2 separate regions of the Rattus norvegicus genome follow, and region 1 is linked to region 2. A link is a contact called in public Hi-C data. All regions are on one chromosome and are shown on one strand. Each heading gives the region's core, a stretch centred on a gene start, on an enhancer-like site or on the middle of the called end of the contact. The rest is flanking DNA. Distances are from core to core; before and after follow the strand shown.

The links. Hi-C and Micro-C count contacts between places; a contact is called where the count stands out from the background.
Region 1: a Hi-C map of kidney shows a contact between it and region 2, with 2.3 times the contacts expected there. The contact joins two enhancer-like sites. A contact is called at or near these places in 12 of 12 Hi-C or Micro-C datasets (the A7r5 cell line, the Rat2 cell line, Schwann cells and 7 more) and 1 of 1 datasets of contacts at active chromatin or transcription factors (oligodendrocytes).

What each region holds. Positions count from the first base shown.
Region 1 is chr5:133,388,224-133,391,187 of GRCr8, reverse strand. All of the region lies in intron 6 of Trabd2b (TraB domain containing 2B), which reads right to left. Among named protein-coding and RNA genes, the nearest start is that of Trabd2b, 210 kb to the right of the region's middle. Within about 2 kb of position 1,272, at least 5 of the 93 cell types and tissues checked have an H3K27ac peak or open chromatin away from gene starts, as enhancers often do. A contact at or near this core is called in kidney, where this site is marked.
Region 2 is chr5:133,086,936-133,090,047 of GRCr8, reverse strand. No RefSeq gene overlaps it. Among named protein-coding and RNA genes, the nearest start is that of Skint10, 40 kb to the right of the region's middle. Within about 2 kb of position 1,642, at least 2 of the 93 cell types and tissues checked have an H3K27ac peak or open chromatin away from gene starts, as enhancers often do. A contact at or near this core is called in kidney, where this site is marked.

The DNA of each region.
Region 1 (2,964 bases), core at 23-2,522, 300 kb before region 2:
CACCCCATTGAGACATTGTCCCAGAACCCCTAGCTAACAGACTTCCAGGCACAGGATCTCTCACCTGGAGAAACAAGATGCCATTAAAACTGCTACTGATGGTCACATGTCCTGCTCTCCATCTTGCCTTCTGCACGGGAATCAGAGAGCCTGGCTGACGGCTGGCACTGTGAAACCTACTCATTCTCAGAACCGGATAAGAAGAGACTCCCACTTCTGCCAGGTGGGCTCTTATCCCTCTCTTTAGAGCCCCAGCTAGGCTATTATTCATCTGTCTGTCTATCCATGGCATTAATGACTCTTCTAATAAACTCCATACCCCCAACAATCCATTTCAGTGTCCCTTTTGAGATCCCATCTGAGATAGTTCAATCATTTTCTTTTGGGGAACAGCCAAGCACTCTAACCTCCTCCAGAAGAAGGAAATTTCTTCAATGGCTTTATAACAGATCCTCATGTTAGTTAGTTCGTGGTTACTCTATTTACTTCCTTCCCCTATCATTTAAACTATGTAAAGTACCTAGTTGGTGTCCATTTGTCCAAAATTGGATTAGTTGAAAAGAGAGAGGTTTTTAATTTTTTTTCTTCAATCATAAGCCTAGAGTCTACTTAGAGAGGTAAGGCATGTAAAATCCTTGCAAGTAATATAGCAAGATGTATATGATCAATACCACGAGTCCAGGAAGTTAAAAGCACTGTGCTCCAGGGAGAGTCTGGTGGCTGGATGGGTGGGGAAGATTATAGTCTGAGAGAGGAAGCCACAAAAAGCTTCCTGGGAAATTTGAATGGAGTTGAGGTTTAAGAATGTTAGAGTTTGGAGAGGGAAAGGTGAGAGAGCTATGTGTGGTGTTTTTGCTGCACAGAGCTCACTGGGGCAGAGAGGGGGGGACTGCAGCATGGGTAAGGTACCCATTCTTCCAAGAAGCCTCTCCTTTATATCCCTGAGCCTCTTTACTCCCTGCTTGGGGATTTTTATGACCCCATCCATCTGTTTGCAGTCAGTCTCAGATTTGCTTTGAAATTCAAAAGCTGAAAGGGAAGTGTGATATTGGAGCCAGAGCAGCAGGCTGGGCTGATTTCTCCAGGAAGGAAGGAGTGCCTCATGAAGCAAAACTCACTACAGGCAGAGCACTTCTTGCTGGCTGGAGTCCCCAGGCAGTTAGGACCAGGGCGGGTGGTGGTGAGCCTGGGAGGAACTTCTAACCTGTCCTAAACCAGTAAGTCCTGTGGCCATCAATGTGAAGCCAAGCATGGAGACTAAGAGGCTGTCAGCAGGATCTTTGGTGTCTGATCTGGCCCCATCTGGCCAGTGTTTGTTTTCTCTCCCTGCTCTGGCAAACTGGCCCAAGCCTGCTGGGAGAGTTCACCTAACCTTCTATGCCTCCTTATTTCCCTAGCTCTGCTGCCACTCCCACATGCCTTCTTCAGAACTTCAATGTCATACAGAAGAAAGACTTCTTTGGTAAAAGTCAATCATTGATCAAGTCCAAGATCCACAGTCTGGACCTCCAAGTACTGCTCATTACTTTCCTGATGAAGAGTTTGGTGGAGCTCTAGTCAATCCTTCTACATCTGTCATTCACACAGAACCAGAAGTGTGACCTCCTGGGTGGTTCCCTCCTACCTGCCTTCCCATACTCCACCCACCATTGCATGGCTGCCTTTCCTACCGTTTAGTTCCACATACCTCAAGCCTGTTCTCTGCTCTATGGATGCTGACCTTACATCTCAGAGAAGCTCAACAGAGTCACACTGCCCAGGCAGAAAGCTCACGCAGGTGGCAGTTAGCTGGTAGGATTTACCACCTGATACAAATCATTATTTTTTTCTAAAGAAGAGATGATTTCAAAATCTGGCAGTTGAATTGAGAGGTTGGGAGGTAGAGAAAGAATTTTAGCCCCTTGAAACTAGACATCGCTTTGAAATTGTCTGCTCCAATCCTGCATTTTTTCCAGGGTGGAAACCGAGTCTCAGTCCTGATGGTTTTTATGAAGTCACTGGCAAAGCAGAACAGGAGGCACCAAGGGGGCCTGGACTAGCCTCTTGGAGTCTTTGAGCGAAGTTGCAAGGATTATGGGGCACCTACATTGTCTCTTTCAAGGGCCAGCCACCAGGGAACACACCGTTGTCAAGTTTTTAGATACTAACTAAGGATGCTCTCTTGACTGCTCACCATGCTGGCTTTGTAAAGGCAGACTTCATTTTCCTGGCTTCCTGGACTGAGGGTTCATGGACATGTTCAAGGACAAACTAACAGTAAGCAGCCACGGCGGGCCTTGGGACCCAGGCCAGATGTCCTTTGTAGTATTCCCTCATGCTACCTCCCTCACGCAAAGATGAACGTACAGTGTTCTTTAGTATGAACAGGCAGTGACGGGCACAGGGAAACAGGACAAATGCATGTTGGTTCTAGCCACCAACTCTCTGGGATCATTTCTCACAGCTGAGATGTGCTGAGCAGTGGCTGTTTCTTCAGACTTTGAGATTCAATGTCTTATGTCAGTGCAAACAGTTTAGCATGTCCTCTATGTTCTGGAAAAAAATCTTATGAGCAGTACCAATGCTTAAAAAAACCAAACTAAACCTGGTGCCTTAGCTGTAAGGAAAAAGTAGAAGGAAAGTAGTTTGAAACAAATGCCATTGTGATTTTGGTTTTGTTTGTTTGTTTTCAGACGACATTAAAGGTAGGTTTATTGGGAAGCTGCTCTCAAGCAGGCTGGGTGAGTTCACTGGCCCCAAGGAAGGAAGCCAGCAAAATTGCCAGGGTGCAGAGTGAGAGAAGAGAGGGGGAAGGAAGAAGAGGTGGAGGAGAAGGAGAAGGAGGAGCAGGAGGAAGAGGAAGAGGAGGAAGAAGGAGAAGAGGAGGAGGAGAAGAAGGAGAAGAAGAAGAAGAAGAAGAAGAAGAAGAAGAAGAAGAAGAAGAAGAAGAAGAAGAAGAAGAAGAAGAAGAAGAAGAAAGAAGAA
Region 2 (3,112 bases), core at 393-2,892:
TAGCTCTTTGTTTCTCCATATGCTATCCCATAACAGAGTTAATAAACGTGACCTCATGAGGGTCACTACGAGGGTCTCTTCTTCTCTGTTTTGAATCTACATTCTGAACCCTTTTAAACTAGAATAAGGTTCCCTGGTATGCAGTTCCAGAAGAGGAAATGCCATAGTCATCACGGAACTCAGTTCTCCCAAGAGGAAAAGAAAGTGTTTGCAGGGAGTTTTAACTCCTAGATTGGCACAAGTAGGATTTTGAGAACTTCTTGGTTACTCAGAAATCCTTCCTCCCTATGAAAATAGCTGTAGAAAAGAACCTTTGAGTAAGAGGAAAGGTACCTGACTTCAAATATGAGACTTGTTTTTCAGCGGTTATGTGCACCTTGGATGCAATTCCTCTCAGGATCATAGGGTCGTTGTTATAAAGTGGGCAAGGTAACTTTCTTGTTAACCCTGAGTTGACAGAGGTTTACCTGCTGCTTACTTCTCTTTCTCCATCCCTTTCCACCTATGAGTTAACCTCCTTTTTTGGCATCAGCAACCCTTTAAAGAATCAGGTCTTTTTTGCAAGGGAAGGGCACAGTGGAGGTGGTTGGTTTAATGACCATCTCCTCTCCTGGGGAGCCCAGTTGGCAGAGGGAAGCACTCAAGTTTGTCATAAATAAGTAGGTCCTTGTTCTCACTCTGTCAGGAAGAAGCCTGGGCCCTGATTGATGTGGCCCATTTGGGCAGCAATGGGAGCCCGGAAGAATGCTCACTGGCAGATGTGCTTGTAAAGATTCACATAAACCCCAGCCTGGCTGGGAGCCAAGGTCTTGGTCATCCTTGCAAGAATTGCTCTGGCGTCTCTAAGAGGAGAGAGAAACTTTTTGCCAGGTGAGAAGTAGAGACCGGCCTGTGGGATGCCCAGTGGAGAATAAGCTCTGGATAATGGTAGAGAGGGAAACTACCAGAATTTTCTGTGGAATTTTTACAAGGCTCACTTTCTCTTTCCTTTTTCTTTGTCAGAACATCCAGGAGTGGACTCAGCCTACTCAAGGCATTGTGGGAATATGCTTGAACTGGCATGAACCACACAAGAGTTGTTGAATATTTAACTTGTTTTTGGTCAAAACTAAACAACTGTGTGTTAAAATTATGTTCACCCTGGAAAAACATTACACATAAGAGAACTGTCTGCGTCTCTCTGGTTAGCAACAGTGGATGTTGGAAGGAATAAGAAAAGAGGGAGGAAGGATGTGGGGGAAGAGCCCAAGACAAAACTGCTGACTTCAAGATCTGGCTGACCCAACTCTTAATTCCCTCAAGGGAGAAGTCTTTAAGATTTGTTAACTTAGCTCAAGATACAGCTTGAAGCTTTTTGGGCCCATGGCCACCTCTACCCACTCTCCACTTGTGAAGCTGCCTCAAAGCATTAGTCCATCAGTAAGTTCCCTCTCCTCTGCTGGTCTTTTGTCTAGCTGAGCTTGAGGCTGCCTTGCAACTGTCAGCCAGTGGGACCTGATACTTCCCTAGGAGGAAGTAAAAGTTGCAACCACTTCTTCTTCACCTTCTTCACAGCATCTGGGCATCCCACCTCAACATCTGTGCTAGTAGACAAGTCAAGAGAGCTAGGAAAATATGTCATAGTCTTTGTGGGAACTACAGACTTTCTAGGAGTCATTCTTCTCTCCTGACAGTTCCTACCTTGATCTTTGTGAGAGGAGAAAGGCGGAAGGAGAAAGAGAGAAAGAAAGAGGGACAGGAAAAGATACCAGAAACACCTAAAAGAAGGGGGAGCCTCTAAGAAGGGAGTCAGAGAGAAGTTCATTCCCAGATCGGAAGCTTCTGACATGACGAGCCTGCATCCATCCTAGACGTAGATTGCAGTATATGAAATTATATTGCAGTGTAGTGAAATTCAGACGAGTCCTAGAAAGAGCATACCTTCTGTTCACTGGGGTTAGAGGGTGGGCATGAACTTGAGACTGGTAGTTACTGTAGCATGTTTATAAAGAAATCAACCTTATGGAATAGAATTGATTTATTAGACACATTTATAGTGTCCAGTTTCACAAGTGCTAGCATTGTCTACAGTCAGGATGCTAACAATGAATAGATCTATTACCTCTGTGATTCTTTTGTAAGATTGTTTTTAATTAAACTTCCTTTATTTTACTGAGAATTTCATACATGAGAACCGTATTTATGTCATCTTAGGTTCTCCATCTGCCCCTTCAACTCCTCTCACTTTCCCTTCTTTTGTAAAAATTGCCTATGACTCATCCCTATACATCTATAATCACAGTTATGCTTGTCTAGCTTCTTTGATCTAGTAGGAATATCTAGAGATTCAGTCATGTTGCTGCTGTATTACTAATCCATTTTTCTGTTATAAGGCTCTACAATACATTCATACAACAATTTATCCGCTTACTCATTGGTGGTCCTTTTTGTTATATCTGAATTAAAATTATTACATATGAAATTTGGCATGACTATTCATACCTAAGCTACTGTAGGGTCATTCCTATATGCTCGGTGGACTAGTCACCAAACTATTCTTTGAAGTCATTGTACTATCTCATCAGTACAATAGTAGTGTATAGGAATTCAGGGTCTCCACATTCTTGCTAACAATTAGTATTTTAATTATAGCCATTTTAGTATATTTAATGTCTTTCCATCATACTTTAAAAATCCTTAATGATGATAAACATGCTTTTATATGCATATTGACTATCTATATATATAATTTTTATAAAATATCAGTTCAAATGTGTTCTCCATTTTTTATTGTTTGGGAATTTCACACACGAATATAATGCATTCTGACCAAATTTATCCAACACGGTCTTCTATCTAATTCCTCCCCTACCTCTGACCACCTTTCCCTTCAAGCCTTATGTGATATTTTTCTAAACCCACTGAATCCACTTAGTGCTGACTGCATGGGCATAGGTGTCTGTCATTAGCCATATCGCTGAAGAAAACTGGCTTTCTACCAGTATCCAACAATTGCCTGTATCTCCTAAGCTATGGACTGGGATTTCATGAGTCTGTCCTCAATTCATGATGTGAATGTGGTGGCCTGGTCTTGTGAGGAGCTTCTGTATGTAGTCATCAATATTGTAGTTCA